2 separate regions of the Pan troglodytes genome follow, and region 2 is linked to region 1. Evidence: chromatin contacts called from public HiChIP or PLAC-seq data. All regions are on one chromosome and are shown on one strand. The core of a region is the stretch at or near the end of the contact, and the rest is flanking DNA. Distances in the headings are between cores, read along the strand shown. Region 1 holds the start of RPL7 (ribosomal protein L7). Region 2 holds the start of ELOC (elongin C).

Region 1 (7,859 bases), core at 3,305-5,804:
GCTTCCTCCAAGAGCAGAGAAAAGGTCTGATGCTTGAGGTGCAACATTTGAATAAGTACTTTTAAAGCCAGATTAAGTTTTTAAGCAGTTGCTAAAAAATTAATGAGGTTTAATGTGACCTATTTAGGAGAAACAGTTCTTTGTTGTGTTCTATTAGAAGGCTAATCCGCCTATGGAAAAAAAAAGTAGAATCCTATTTCTTTACTCCTTCTTTATTGAATCGTATCTGTCTACAAAAGGAAAGGGAAAATACTGTGAGGAAAAAGAGCATAAAGTGGGTCAGCAGTGTGCAGTTATAGGGGACAGAGTCACACCTACCTTTACTGAAGACAAGTTGAGATGAAAAACTGGGGTTACTTTTGCCCCTAGAGCAGCAGAAGGCCCTGCTCCCCTCCGTAGATCATGACATTGTTTAATGGTTAGAAGCGGACATTGTTTAAATCCCCAGCTTACCAGGTTTCACCACCTCGCTTCCCTCTCTAGGGTCCTATTAGGGTGATATTTGCGAGGCACTGTCTAACCCGAGAGAGTCCCGAAGCGTCCTGCAACAGGAAGATGCCCTGGACCCAGTGGATGGTCAGGAGATGCGAAGTGACTGCCAGGGTGGCCTGGGCACTCCCAACAGACCACAAATGTTGATTTCAGAATCTTTGGCACTTTCCAAAATGTGGCTGAGCAGTAATTTGGAAGCCTAAATCCTGACTTTAGAAATTCATAAGAACAACCAATGTTTTATAAACTCAACAGAAAGTAAAATAAACAAACCCAGGGTTTTACGCTCCTTTGTGTTATTTTTATGGCAATCTTTCAAACTAGTTCAAAATGTTCAATCCTCTGCCCTCTCAAAAATACTGAGTTAGGGGTGGCGGGGGGGGGGGTGGCGGGGGGGTGGCGGGGGGGGGGTGGCGGGGGGGGTGGCGGGGGGGGGGTGGGCGGGGACAAAACGACTAACAGTAACCAGCATACACTGCAGTTTACCATAGGGAAGAGCTAAGGAGACCTTGTGGCGAAAGAGTACAGGTTGCTTTCAGGCTGGCACCGAAGTCTCTCCCCTTCCCAACCTTCTCATTGAGGAGGGCCCAGCAAAGAAAACAAGGATGTTTATATTTACCCAGAAGTGTGCATGGCAATTGACCATCATGGTTCTCTCAATGAGCTCATCAGGACATTCCAGAAGGTGATGCCCAGAGACCACACCAGCATTATTGACCAGGACTGAGACTTCGCCAACCTCCTTGCGGACTCTTTCAGCCGTCAGGTAGACGTTCTCCCTCTTCCCCACATCACAGGTGTAGGTAAAAACCTGCAAGTTACAGTGGGGCAGAATTTCTTCCTCACCATTCCCAGCTGTCCTCAGAAGTCCAGATGAGGAGAAAACATGCAAAAGAGAAGGAAGTGCAGAAAGTGAGTCACATGGCGATCAGTAGGACAAAGATCACACAAAACAAAAATACTACAGTGAGCTTCAAATTTCTAACGCTGCAAGGCTTGCCAACGACTGAGCTTTACAGCTGCCTTCCTCCCATGAAGTCTTTGGGAATTACAGCAATTTACTGGATAACTTTGCTTAGGGGAAAGTCATGTAATTGTGACAAGCCCAATACAAGTAGACCACATGGGATCAGCTTGCTGGAGCTAAAGACACCTGCAAAGAACTGATCTCAGCCCAGAGCTCAGAGAACAACACACACACACTACACACTCCTCTTTTTTTGGGGAAACAGTGGCCCAAGAGAAACAGCTCTTAGTCTTTAGTATGAGAACCCTCAAAATGGAAACTCACTTCAAGGCTCACAAATCAAAACTGCAATTAATAATCTGAATTCATCCAAAGCCAAGAAATGAATCCACAATTTTTAATGAAGAAATAGGGATCACTGGCTTGTTCTAACTGGGCTAGCTGACTCCTCTAAGAAGTACTCTCACAAATCAAGTTACAGGTAAATATGCAATTTTACCGCATAAGAACTTGACAATTTAAAAACCAAAATCGGTATCCTGGAAAATGAATACCCTTATCTTTTAGGTTTCGGCAGGGAGCACAAAAATCTGTATTTGCTACACCTCCATACCACCAATGAAAATGGTACATTTTCACCCTTAAATTAAAAACGCAGGTATCAATAAGTTTGATGATAAATTATCAATACAGGGGAGAAGTGCCCAAGTCAATTTTCTCCGTACAGGTAAATGTTTTCCCTAAAAATGAAAAATTTTGTTAAAAACCAACAGCCATTATCAAATTTCCTGAACCAATATTTATGGTTGGTTATGGACTTTGCTTTGGCTTAAAAAAAAAAAATCTCAGATTCAGGTTAGTTAATAAGTATTCAGAAATGCAGATTTTCTGGGGTGACCAAAAACATGGAAGAAATTTACAACGAAGCCTAAATCCTCCAAGAGCTTTCTCTTAGGAAGCAAGGCGTCTTTCAATCACGCTCAGGGAATGTAACTAAAGCACTTATCGCTGGCGAAACAATGTAATTATGTTCCTCAGGCTAAACTTATAATGAAACCGTCAATACTGCCCTCGTCTAAGGGGTTCAGACCACAGTAAGACAGACACTTCTTCAGTCTAGTCAGAACAACTTCCCAAAGACGCTTCAGTTTCCCATCGCGCCGCTTGTAAGTCGGAGCAAGACATTTCTTTGGGATCCAAACCTGTGGTAACAAGTTCCCTCCGCCTTCCCTACCCCGGAGGGCTTAGGAAACCCTCCCCCGCCCCCCGCGTGGTCCCCAGAGACCGAACCTCCGCGAGGACAGGGCACCTTCTCCCTGGTAATACAGAAGTGATCGCGTTCCTTTATCAGGGAGCGAATTCCACTCGTCTCCCGAAAGACCGGTGGGGTGTTCCTTTCCTCCACAGCGGGGCTGACCAGGCAGCGGGATTTGGGGCCTGCCGTGGTAGGGCGCGGGGTGGAAAGAGGCTTGACCCAACAATGCTCCCGCGCGGGTCCAGGTTACCTTGCAGCGCGGCGGCGTCGGCCGCCTCCAGGTCGCGGTAGATGTGGCGCACCATGCCAGCCGTCTCCTCGTTGCTTTGCGTGTTGATGTCCCACAGCACCAGCAGCGCCCGACGCCGGGCGAACTCCAGCGCGAAGAGGCGGCCCAGGCCGCTGCCGGCGCCGGTGATGAGGCACACCTGGCCCGCCACGCTCTTCTCCTTGGGCCGCACCAGCCAGCGCGCCGCGGCCAGCACGAACGCCCAGAGCACTTTGAAAGTAACCACGAAGAACTCCACCACGATGTTCATCGCGACGCCCGGGGCCCCGCACGAGCCCAGTGCCTGCGTCCGCGCCCACCCCGAGCCCGGCAATCGGGCTCCCGGCTCCGGGGCGCTTGTCACAGAGGCCGGGACGAGAAGGCTGCGCCCCGCGCCCGCCCCCGAGGTGCCCGCCGGGTTGGAGTGCGCGGCGCCGCTCCCTGCCTGCGCGGGGCCACTCCCGCCCGGGCTCGGCGCTGTGGCCCCGGACTGTGCCCGCCGCGGCAGTCACCCGGCTCGGCGCCTCCTGCCGGCAGCCGCCCGCCCGTCCCGCAGCGCCCGGCCGGCCGGCTCCGCTGCAGTGGCGGTGACAGCCGCGAGTTAGACGACTCGAACTGCCCTCATGGCCAAGCTGCTGCCGCCCGAGCGTCCCCGGAACCGGCGCGCCGGCTCCCTCTCACCCCGGGGGAGGGGTGCGCAGCGGAGGCGGCACGGGCCAGCAGGCTGCCGCGGGAGTTGTCAACTCGACCCAAGTTGCGAGAGGGTGGGAGAGTGGGGTGCGGGGCGGCGGAGCGCCGGGAAGGGGAAACTCGCACGGCGCAGGCAAGCGCTGCCCAACGCCTTGCAGATGCCCCTGAGGGCTCGCGTTCCCCGGCCCTGCACTCTCCGCGGCTGTCACTCGGGCACTGGGCTCCGCAGCGTAGCCCGCTTGCAAGTCAGAGCGCTCCGGGCCGGCTCTGAGCGGGCTCCACGCTCCGCGCTATATAACCCCGCGACCGGGAAGAGCCCGCGCCAGCCTCGGCATCGGCCCTCCCTCCGCCCGGCCTCCCCGCCCCCGGGCGCACCCCGCCCCCGGCCCAGCCCCCAGCCCGCCAGCCGTCCGCGGAGCCGAGCGGGGTAGCCCCTCTCACACGGCCGTGGCCGCAACCTCAGCCCTCCTCGCACCTCCCTTCGCAGCTCACGCCCCCTCCCGTGGGGTGTCCTGGCCTCCGCCTGCCGAGCTCGGCAGTCAGCAGAGCCCCGGCCATCCTCCTCCGGCCGTCCGGTCCCCACTGGTCCCTGGCTAGCCACTTTTCGTAAGCCAGAGCACTCCAGACCGCCCCGCCTGCGATCAGGCGCTGCGGAAGACAGCCCTGTGGGCTGGAGCGACGACAAGGACCTCGCGGAGCGGCGAAAGGGGTGTAGTCTGCGACTACCGCGGCAGGGAGCCGGGAGGGCGGCCAAAAGTGACTTCGAATTGCAGCTAGCCGTTTGGAACGTGGCCCAAGAGGCTCTCATTTTCCTGGCTGGAACCGTCGCCGCGGTGCTTGCCTGCGGTCCTGGTCACCCGTTGCCCTCCCGCCGGGCGGGCGAAGACTGGTGCATGCTGGGATTTGTAGTTCGTCCCCATGAGGCTCGTCCTGGGAACATTATGGGGAGGAACGGAGCCTAATCCTGTCAGCGCAGCCTGGGGATTAGGACCCGGAGTTGCCAAGGTGTCAGCACTCTTTGCTCTTGAATTGATTAAAAAGTCTAATCAAATGCATATATTTTCTTCAAACAAGTTTTACCCGAAAGTTTGTTGAAAGAGGCTAAATCAGGGAGTTCTTTGCGTCTGCAAGGCGGCTTTTTAGTTCTGGATTCTTTTCCGGCTTATTCTAAGACACCTATGAGTCGTGGGGCTTCTCTCGCGAAGTCTTTAAGTGGACAGTACGCATGCGCCAACTTCCTCTTTTTCCGGCTGGAACCATGGAGGGTGTAGAGTGAGTTGCTTCTGGTCCTCTTGAGAATCCTTCTCCATCTCCAGAGCCAGATACTTTTTGTGCCACTTTTTCTCTCTCTGGCCGTAGCTTGCACCTTTGCCCACCTCCCTGCTTCATTGTGACGCTTTGTGACACCAGTGGGGACCCGAGGCTGGGGTTGGGATGCGGGCGGTCTTAGGACGGAGGTTTTGGAGATCCCGGGAACGAGATGTTGGGTTGGAATGTGTGTGGAACCCGTCGGTTGGCTGACGGCCCAGTCCTCGGTAGAGGGTCTTTCGGGGGAGGCGCAGAACCTCAGCATTGTGTTCGTCCTTGGCTGGTGCTTGGTACAGGCCGACCTGCCGCCAGGCCTTTGCTTTCAACATGTGGATCCTGATTGAACCAGAGTGGTGGTGGCTTGTTTTTTTTTTTATTTTTATTTTTTAATTTTTGCGTTTAAAGTCTCGGGGTCAGTGCCTTGCAGTAGTCTTTCAGCTAGTACATTTTGTTATTCGGGTGTTGGTGTGTTTTTTTTGTTTTTGTTTTTTAATTAGTCGTCGGAGGCCGGGCCTCTTGGTTGAAATAGGGAAAAACGTATTGCTATTGTCATATTTGTGATTGCGTTTTAGGCAACATGGTGTTAAAGGTTATTGACATGGAGCTAAAATATGCATCGTACACTGTAGCATGCCAGAACAAGTAAAGTTACTAGTGACTAAAGTCAGTGACAGCATTTCTGGTAAACAACACTGCTCAGTACGGGAGTAATTCAGCGCTGTGAGCTTTTTGAGCTATTGATAACATTTTTGTTTATTAACGTTAGAGAGAAGAAGAAGGAGGTTCCTGCTGTGCCAGAAACCCTTAAGAAAAAGCGAAGGAATTTCGCAGAGCTGAAGATCAAGCGCCTGAGAAAGAAGTTTGCCCAAAAGATGGTAAGTAAACTTTTTGAGGCACTAGCACATAAGGAGGCGCCTTATTGGGATTGAGGATGAGGTGAATGTTCTTGGCAAGATTTACTTCCTAACCGTACTGAGTAATTGCTTAGCTCCCTAATGTTACAATCTGAAGGTAGTGGGGTTTTTTGGTGGGGGATGTAATTGCATACTGTGGCAAGAAAAGATTTAAAGGAAACGTGTTTTAGTTTTCTTTTTAATAATTGGCATTGCTAATTGTGATTGAGCTAAAAATTATGAATAACTGATTATTGGTTTTCAGCTTCGAAAGGCAAGGAGGAAGCTTATCTATGAAAAAGCAAAGCACTATCACAAGGAATATAGGCAGATGTACAGAACTGAAATTCGAATGGCGAGGATGGCAAGAAAAGCTGGCAACTTCTATGTACCTGCAGAACCCAAATTGGCGTTTGTCATCAGAATCAGAGGGTAAGTTCAGTTTTACTGCATTCGGGTTTGAAAGGGAAAAAAAAAAAAAAAACTTCACATTACTTCTGGGAGCCCTGATTCTGAAACACTGGAGGAACAATATTTTAGGGGAAGCTAGAACAAGGAGGGTGCTGATCACTAATGGTTTAGTTGCGAGCCATGTTCCCCAAGCTCCTATCCCTTCTCTTAATAGAATACAGAAATTCAGTGTGTAACATGAGAGGATTCCTATCTGTTTAGGTAGGATTCGATATTCAAAACTATAATGGTTAGTATTAATAAAAATTTCGATGAAAGGCAAATGCATTTCTGGTCTGTTTTCACCACAGTATCAATGGAGTGAGCCCAAAGGTTCGAAAGGTGTTGCAGCTTCTTCGCCTTCGTCAAATCTTCAATGGAACCTTTGTAAAGCTCAACAAGGCTTCGATTAACATGCTGAGGATTGTAGAGCCATATATTGCATGGGGGTAAGTCTCTTTTCTCCTTTGATTTCTATTTGATAAATTGGTTATGTAGCAACATGAATTTTAGATGTTTTAACAGTGGTCACCTTATTTTTGTTTGCTTTTTCACTTCAGGTACCCCAATCTGAAGTCAGTAAATGAACTAATCTACAAGCGTGGTTATGGCAAAATCAATAAGAAGCGAATTGCTTTGACAGATAACGCTTTGATTGCTCGATCTCTTGGTAGGTTCTATTTGGGGGAAAATTTGGTATTAGACCATGCGATAATTTCTCACCCTCTTGTGGCCGTACATTTCTCACTATTGTGAATCTTCATGTGTTCCCTATGATTCTTGATTTAGCTTAAAAGAAAACGTAAGACATGGTTTCATTAGCTTGAACCTTATCTTTGTAAAGCCATGCATTTACCTTGTTTATTCCTGGTTATGTTTTTATCTCACAGCCTATTCAAAAAGATTTTGAATAATTATTTCAAAACTTTTTGCAACTTTAATAATCTTAAATAACCTTAAAATATTTAGGTAAATACGGCATCATCTGCATGGAGGATTTGATTCATGAGATCTATACTGTTGGAAAACGCTTCAAAGAGGCAAATAACTTCCTGTGGCCCTTCAAATTGTCTTCTCCACGAGGTGGAATGAAGAAAAAGACCACCCATTTTGTAGAAGGTGGAGATGCTGGCAACAGGGAGGACCAGATCAACAGGCTTATTAGAAGAATGAACTAAGGTGAGAGACCTCATCCTGAGAAAGGTTGAGTTAATGTTAAGAGTATAAGTGGTGGTAATCTTGAATACTTTTCCCATTAAATATTGATGGGGGTTTGAATTTTAATCAGTGCTTTTGTGGGGAGTGGGGGTCAACTATCTTAATGATTACAGTTGGTTTGTTTACTGCTTTTGAGGACCTTTCTGGAGGAAAGGAAAAGCCTGTTTTGGGGAGTCTTTAAAGATGGAAATTGGGTGGTCTTAAAAATGTAAACTCAATCATTACTTTATAACTGCCTAGTTTATGTTAATTGTTAGCTGCCTAAAGTGTTTTCTAATGGTTTTCTTTTTTCCTTTCAGGTGTCTACCATGATTATTT
Region 2 (7,859 bases), core at 3,201-5,700, 680 kb before region 1:
GGCCTGCTACTTCTGCAAGCCCCGCAGAGGGGGCTCCTCCCGCGCTCCAGCCACGGACACCTGGGAGAGGTCGCGAAGAGCCGCTGGGGCTCACCAGGCCCGACACGACGCCCGCCCTCTCCGCCTCACTTGGGACACCAGACCTCGGACGCCCTACCTGCGCTCGACCCGGACGCCGGAGAAGGCGCGCGGCTCCCCAAGGCCCCGTACTCCAGCCGGCTACCGGCCCCGAAGGCCCGCTGCTGGAGGACGCCCGGGAGACAGAGGCCCGGGGACCTCGGAGCGCGGCGGCCGCACACAATGCAGTCCTCCTTCCGCAGAGAGGCAGTTCGACCGCCCACGGGCGGCCCAACGCCAGAAACAGCATCACGCGGGTGACGAGCGGCTGCGGACGCCCCAGCTGCAGGAGTCCACGACTGCGAGACACGGCTTCCCACCCGACTGCGGCACAAGTGGCGTATGCCCAGCCCGGGACGCCTGACTGGCAGCTGGGCTGCCCGCGCGTGCGCAGAATCTGCCGCCCGCCTGCCGCCTTCCCGGCCGCGCGCGTTATCCGCCAGCTGAGCTGGGAGCCCGCCGCTCTGTCCTTGGCTGAGCGGCTCCTCCTTCCTAGAATTTTACCTTCTTTATAACAGTGTGGAGGGGCAGAGGGCTGTACGAGAATGACAATGCCCAGAAGCCAGGGTTAAATATTTTTTTTTTCTCGTGGACGACATCACTAAAAACTGTTTCCTTTGCGGAAAATGATTCTAGCCTGTTGGCACAGAAGGAAGAATATACGATTTGAACAAAAATGAGTGATAACTTAATTGAATCATCGGGTTGGAGGAAAATAAATGGAATTGTTCATGTAATATTGATAGGTGTTACCAGATTTGTCTTCGGAAATCATTCACATCCATATACACATTGATTCATTACTTGTTAAAGAGGTACTGAGTCTATTGCCAGGACTGAGCTAGGAGCAGAGGATACAAAATACTAGATTAAACTGGGAATCCACAGTGCTTAAACAGTGGAGGAAAATACCTGAAAATTGGCTAGAATATAATGTAATATAATTGAGACACCGCAATATACAAAATGTGGCTGGCCGTGGTGGCTTACACCTGTAATCCCTGCGCTTTGGGAGGTTTAGGCAGGAAGATCTCTTGAGGCCAGGAGTTTGAGACCAGCCTGAGCAATACAGGGAGACCCCGTCTCTACAAAAAAAAAAAAAAAAAACCTAAAACAAAAATAAGCCACACATGGTAAGTGTGTGCCTGTGGTCCCAGCTACCCAGGAGGCTGACATGGTAGGATTGCTTGAGCCCAAAGTCGAGGCTTCAGTGAGCCAAGACCACACTACTGCACTCCAGCCTGGACCACAAAGTGACACCGTGTCTCAAAAAAAAGAACAAACAAATGCCACAGAAGTACAAAGAAGAACATGATTAATTTTGCCTCAGAATGTCTTCAGACTGGCTTCACATTTAGCTCAGTCTTGAAGGATGAGCATCTTAGTAATAGAAACACACTTTTGTTTACCACTGCAGAACTATACATGTTTTTGATTTGACATGTTATTTGCACCGGAGAGGAACAAATTCATAGTCTAAAATAATGTGTGGCCAGGGGTGGGAGCTCACGCCTGCAATTCCAATACTACATGGAGGCCCAGGTGAGAGGATCACTTGATTCCAGGAGTTTGAGACCAGCCTGGGCAACAAAGTGAGACCCTGTCTCTACAAAAAATTTTTAAATTAGCTGGGCATGGTGGCACCTGCCTGTAGTCCCAGCTACTTGGGAGGCTGAGGTGGAAGGATCACTTGAGCCCAAGAGGTTGAGGCTGCAGTGAGCCCTGATTGCACCACTGCACTGAGTGACACAGCTAGACCCTGTCTCAAAAATAAAAATAAAATCAATAGAATATGATCATGTTGGCAACTCCAAATACTGTCTATTGGGGGGAGTATTCAGAAGGAAATAACGATAATACCTCTATATGGATAACTTTATTTTATAAAAAGTTAGCTTCTACTTACATTTTGTTTATTTTTATTTTAATATTTGTTTTAATAGTAGAGATGGAGTTTCACCATATAGCCCAGGTTGGTCTCAAACTCCTGAGGCTCAAGCTATCCGCCCACCTCAGCCTCCCAAAGTGCTGGAATTACAAGGGTGAGCCACTGTGCCCACCTTTTATTTTGTTTTTGAGACAGGGTCTTGCTCTGTCGCCCAGGCTGGAGTGCAGTGGCACCATCATAGCTCACTGCAGCCTTGACCTCCCAGGCTCAAGTGTTCCTCTCACTTCAGCCTCCCAAGTACCTGGGACTACAGGCCACGTCACCATGCCCAGCTAATTTTTGTATTTTTAGTGCATACAGGGTTTCCTTTTGTTGCCCAGGCTGGTCTTGAGCTCCTGGAATCAAGGGATCCTCCTGCCTGGGCCTCCCAAAGTGTCACAGAACCTGAGCTACCACACCTGGCCTATTTACATTTTAAAGACTCTTCTGTTTAGGGTAATTCACTCACAATCAATATTCACTCTATTATTTTGCTGATATATATAAAATTTTCACATAAAAATGTTTTTCTTAACTATATTGAGAGAACTCAAATTTTTTATCTTCTGTAAAGCTGTTCCCCCTACAAATACTGTAAGTAAATGAAAATAAAAACTTTTGTTTGATCTATTTCTCAAAATTTCTAAATAGATAAAATCAGATTATAGTCTGAAAACTCTGTACCATAGATTTACATAGAATTGTTATTTATGTTAGATGGATTTTCCAGTTCCAGTAAGTTAGAGACATTTGTTAAATATAAACTAATGGGATTTTAGAATGATTTTAAGGATGTTTTTAGGCCGCGCGCAGTGGCTCACGGCTGTAATCCCAGCACTTTGGGAGGCCAAGGTGGGCGGATCACTTGTGGTCAGGAGTTTGAGACCAGCCTGGCCAACATGGTGAAACCCCGTCTTCACTAAAAACACAGAAAAAAGTCGCCCGGCGTGGTGGAGCACACCCGTAATCCCAGCTACTCAGGGGGCTGAGGCACGAGAATTGCTTGGGCCTGGGAGGTGGAGGCTGCAGTGAGCCGAGATTGCGCCACTGCACGCCAGCCTGGGAGACAGAGCGAGACACCCTCTCAATAAAAAAGAAGGAAAGAAAAGAGAAGAGAAAAGAAAAGGGGCCTACAGCCTCCTCATCTGCACCTCCATGCCTGTCCTCCCCACCAAACTCTACTTCGAGCTACCATTACAGCCAAAAAATCTTTGTTCTGATTTCTGTAAAGGCTTTAAAAAATTATCCAAGACAATCTCCTTGATTATTGCAACTAATTATAAAAAACCAATGTCTTTTATCTACCAAATCAACTAAATTAAACAAAAAAAAAGCCTTTCTGGCAAGTCCTCAGTTCAACAAACTCTAGATAGCCTGTTATCTATTTTTTGAGCACACAAAGTGCCTCGTTGAGCACCTTGTAATGTTGTCTTGGCCCTACATACATTCTCTTCATGCCACACTCCTGGAAAACAGTAGAAGGTGAACTTTATTTAGCTGTTTCAGCCTTCCTGGAAAGGTGTCTGTATATCTTACCATAGGAAACGCGGGGGGTGGGAAGCGGGGCGTGGAATGAGAAAGAAGTTCCCAAAAACTGAGTAACGGTGTTGGCAGGCGCCTGGATTTTCTGTGCGTGAGCTCGGGATCCAGGACAGCTGAGCTAACCCAGAGGCAAAGGCAGGACCCTCGCGGGTGGAGTGGGGGACGTGGTTAGTTTTCAGTTAACATTGAATTCTACCGGGAAGAGAGGAAATGAGGCCAGCCGATTGCGCTAGTCGTTGCTGTGCTGGCTCTTCAGCACGCACAGCAACTTTTCACCAGGGACAGATGCTGCTTCATAAAGAGTACGATCTCGTTAGCAAAGAAACCGCCCTCCCACGTTTCAATCTTTCCTCAGCAGTCTCCCACCTCCAGGCGTAACCCTAAATGAGAGGTACAGACAGTCTCTGAAACCACCAAAATATTAACACGCAGTGCGAGAAACTACAAGTCCCAGGATGCAGGGATGCCTCGGTCCCAACGCCGACGGTATCCACCAGAGAAACTACAAATCCCAGAATGCAGTGCTCTCTCGGACTCCCGAGAGCCTCTCTAAGGACGCGTCTTTACAGCAATTGGATCAGGGTCTGCGCTGCATGCTGGGAATCCAGAAGAGCTAGACTCGGATTGGTCAAAATTTGCCGGTTGCGTTCATAGGCTGGCCTACTATAGGGGAAAAGAGTAGGGCGCTACGCACTACCTCCAGACGGAAGTGAGCGACACACTCTGCGTCCTCGCCTCACCAGGTACGGATCTCCCGCGCGTCGCAGAAAGCGGCTCTGACCCAGCGGAAGTAATTCTTTCGACTGCCCCGGAACCCACCGGAGCAGGCAGCTGGGGGTGGGGGGGCGGCCCTGGGATAGGGGCTGTGGCAGTACGCGGGGACCCGGCTGCGGTGGCTGCGGGACTGACGAGTGAGTCTCGGGCTGGGGCGGAAACGGAGCTCCGGGTAAGGGTGGAGGGCGAGGGAGGCCGAGACTGGACGAGCTCGCAATCCCACTTCCCACCCCTTCCCTTCTGGGCGGGGAAGGAACGGAAGCTGTTAACCTCCTTGGGCCTCCCCAGCCCCTAGTTTGGGGGAGGGGAGAAGAGGGCGGCGGGACCTTTCCTGGCGCCGCTCGGTGGGTTTGGAAAGAGGTGGAAGGAGGGGCAGCAGCCAGCGAGACTGGGCATTCTCCGGGCTGAGCGCGGGAGGGTGGAGTTAGGAGCATGGTAGCCCTGTCGCTTTTCCTTTCTGCTTGTTCCTCGTGTCCGCTCAGATTAGTTCTTTTCTTGAAGTCAGTCCCTAGCCCAGGGAGAGGTCTCTCGCTTCTTCTAGCTGCAGTACCCGAGAAGTTTATCTTCTGGGTAACTTGTTGGGTGATTCTATGCTCGACTTCATGAGTTGGGGGTATCGTGCATCTACTGCCCGTCCAGTCTTGTCTGAAAGGAGGTATCTAGTGTGAAATACTGTGCCCATTGAGTTTCTCTTAAGGAACTGAGATCTGTTGAGTAACATATAACTGTGGAGTTTGTGCCATTTAGAGTGAGCATTTCTACTCCACATTGCTTTTAGTGTAGAAAACCGAAATTCTTTTTTAGGGGGCCGGGGGAGACAGACTTGCTCTTGTTGCCCAGGCTAGAGTGCAGTGGTTCGTTTTCAGCTTGCTGCAACCTCTGCCTCCCAGGTTCAAGTGATTCTCCTGCCTCAGCCTCCCACGTAGCTGGGACCAAGGCGCATGCCACCACGCCTGACTAATCTATTATTAGTAGAGACGGGGTTTCGACATGTTGGCCAGGCTGGTGTGGAACTCCTGACCTCAAGTGATCCGCCCCCGTCGGCCTCCCAAAGTGCTGGGGTTACAGGCGTGAGCCACCGCGCCTGGCCTTGAAATTCTTTAGTGTCTTAAAACCTCACTTTCTCACTTTTTAACTGCCATATTTGCTTTTTTTTCTTTTTCTTTTCTTTTTTTTTTTTTTTTTTTTTTTTTGAGACGGAGTCTCGCTCTGTCCTGAGGCTGGAGTGCAGTGACTTGATCTCGGCTCACTGCAACCTCCGCATCCGGGGTTCAAGCCATTCTCCTGCCTCAGCCTCTGGAGCAGCTGGGATTACAGGCGCGCACCGCCACTGCCGGCTAATTTTGTTTTTTTTTTTTTTTTTAGTAGAGATGGGGTTTCACCATGTTGGTCAGGCTGGACTCCTGAGCTCTGGTGATCCGCCCGCCTCCACCTCCCAAAGAGCTACGATTACAGGCGTGAGCCACCGCGCTTGGCTCCATATTTGCTTTTTGATCCCCGAAAGTTGTTTCCTTTTCTATTCAGTTACCTAAAATGACATATGTCTGATCTCATTTACATTATAATCATGTTGAAACGTAGCAGTTTACATGTGGATTTATTCATTCTGGAGATACAATGGCAAGGAAACAGCTGTGGTACGTACTATAATGGATATTTATTGTTTCTTGCCAATGATGATTTGGGGTCCCTGTTTAATATTAAGTGACCGTTCCTCTTTTTCTTAAATATGAAATTTGATAACTACCATTCAAAAAATACACGTGTATGCATTGCCAGATGGTAATTCTGTAATATAATAGGCACTAGTTTACAGCCAGAAGTTATAGTCAGTCCTATACATCAAGTTCTAAAGTGATATTTAATTGTTTAAATCTTCTAAAATGTTTATTTTGGTTTTTTTGGTAGATTTTTTAGCACTGGAAAATAATCAGGGAAATCTTTGCTATTATGCTCATATTTATTTTTGAGTCAGAGTCTCACTCTGTTCTGCACTCCCAGGCTGAAGTGCAGTAGCCCTATCACAGCTCACTCTAGCCTCAACCTCCTGGGCTCAAACCATCCACCTGCCTCAGCCTCCCTAGGAGTTGGGACTATAGGTGCCCACCACGACACCTAGCTAATTTTTTGTTTTGGGGCCTCAAGTAGTCTTCCTGCCTTGGCCTCCCAAAGTGCTGGAATTACAGGCATGAACCACCAAATCTGGCCAGCTATGGTCATATTTATGTGTTAATGCATTTCAGCTAAACTGCTGTCCTAAATTCTTTATTGTTGTTATTAAGTAAGAGCAGAAAAAGCCCATCCAGTAATGCCTGAATTTCAAGCCTCAGCGATTAGGAAAATAATAGTACATTCACTCAAGAAATATTTATTGAGCATCTACTAAGTGCCAGGCACTATTCTAGGCCTGCTGTCAAGAAACTTGAGGAAAGAAAGGATATGTGTAAGTAAGCAAGTATAGTTTCAGGAAGTGATAAATGTGAAAAAAATACAGCAAGGTTAAGGGTTAGAGTGACTGGGATGGGGTGTCTAATTTTGGTAGGATCATCAGGGAAGGAAGACCTCTCTGAGGAGTTGATGTTTTACCTGGAGACCTAAATGATGAGGATTTAAAAGCTTTTCGGACAACAGCAATTACAAATGCAAAGACCTTGAGGTAAGAGTGAACTTGACCGATTTCGAGGAATACCAAAAAGGCCAGTGTGACTGGAGCATAGTAAAGGAAGAGTGGTGGGAGACAAGATCAGAGTGGTAAGTAGGGAAGTAAATCAAATGTCCAGTTGAGACATGGTAGCTTGAACTAGAAGTGTGGAGTTGAAAGTGAGTAGTAGTCTGATTTGGAATGTAATTTGAAGCTGGAGCCAAATGGGTTTTGCTTTCTTCCCAGGAACAAAACGAACAAAAAAAATGTTTTTTGAATAACGAATCACTTTTCCAAGAATCTGGGTAAACAGCAGTGCATGTACTGAAATGGGGAAGACAAAGGAAGGGAGTATCAGTTTCTGAGACTGATAAATCAGAAGTTCTATATGGGACTTACTGAGTTCGATAACTAGTAGACACCTGAGAATATGTGCAGTAGAAAAGTTGGATATTCACGACTGGCACTCGGGAGAAAAACTAGGGAGATGATCTGGGAGTCATATTTTATAGATGATAACCTCTGGTCTGGAGGACATCAAATAGGGATTGTTAAATGGAGAAGAAGGCAGATGACTGGGAGCACTCCAGTTAGAAGAGGAGCATACAGTAATGGAAGCAGAAAAGCCAGGAGTGTGTGACATCTGGAGTACTAAGGAAGAAATGTTTCAAGATGGAGGGAGTAGGCAATTGTATAAAACACTGCTAAATGAGGATTAAAAATTGACCATGTGACCAAGTGAAGTAGTTGAAATTTGATAAGAACCCCTAAAATGGACTGGTGGGCCAAAGGCTGATCAGAATAGGTTAAGAAGTGGATGGGAATAATGGCCATAGCAGAGTCTTTGGTTAGGTGAGG

The links. HiChIP or PLAC-seq counts read pairs in DNA pulled down with a chosen protein or histone mark.
Region 2: an H3K4me3 HiChIP or PLAC-seq map of stem cell-derived excitatory neurons shows a contact between it and region 1, with 2.8 times the contacts expected there. The contact joins the promoter of ELOC here to the promoter of RPL7 in region 1. A contact is called at or near these places in 1 of 7 Hi-C or Micro-C datasets (stem cell-derived neural progenitor cells) and 1 of 1 datasets of contacts at active chromatin or transcription factors (stem cell-derived excitatory neurons).

What each region holds. Positions count from the first base shown.
Region 1 is chr7:81,946,848-81,954,706 of NHGRI_mPanTro3-v2.0_pri, reverse strand. RPL7 (ribosomal protein L7) reads left to right here and starts at 4,554. Exons shown (of 7, transcript XM_063816398.1): 1 at 4,554-4,677; 2 at 5,747-5,855; 3 at 6,139-6,305; 4 at 6,635-6,772; 5 at 6,884-6,993; 6 at 7,293-7,502; 7 at 7,841-7,859. The coding sequence starts at 5,853. The coding sequence ends at 7,501. RDH10 (retinol dehydrogenase 10) reads right to left here and starts at 3,941. Exons shown (of 6, transcript XM_528167.9): 1 at 2,965-3,941; 2 at 1,112-1,347. The coding sequence starts at 3,253.
Region 2 is chr7:82,622,890-82,630,748 of NHGRI_mPanTro3-v2.0_pri, reverse strand. It overlaps ELOC (elongin C), which reads left to right and starts at 4,450. Exons shown (of 4, transcript NM_001252005.1): 1 at 4,450-4,497. TMEM70 (transmembrane protein 70) reads right to left here and starts at 754. Exons shown (of 3, transcript XM_016959580.3): 1 at 158-754. The coding sequence starts at 367.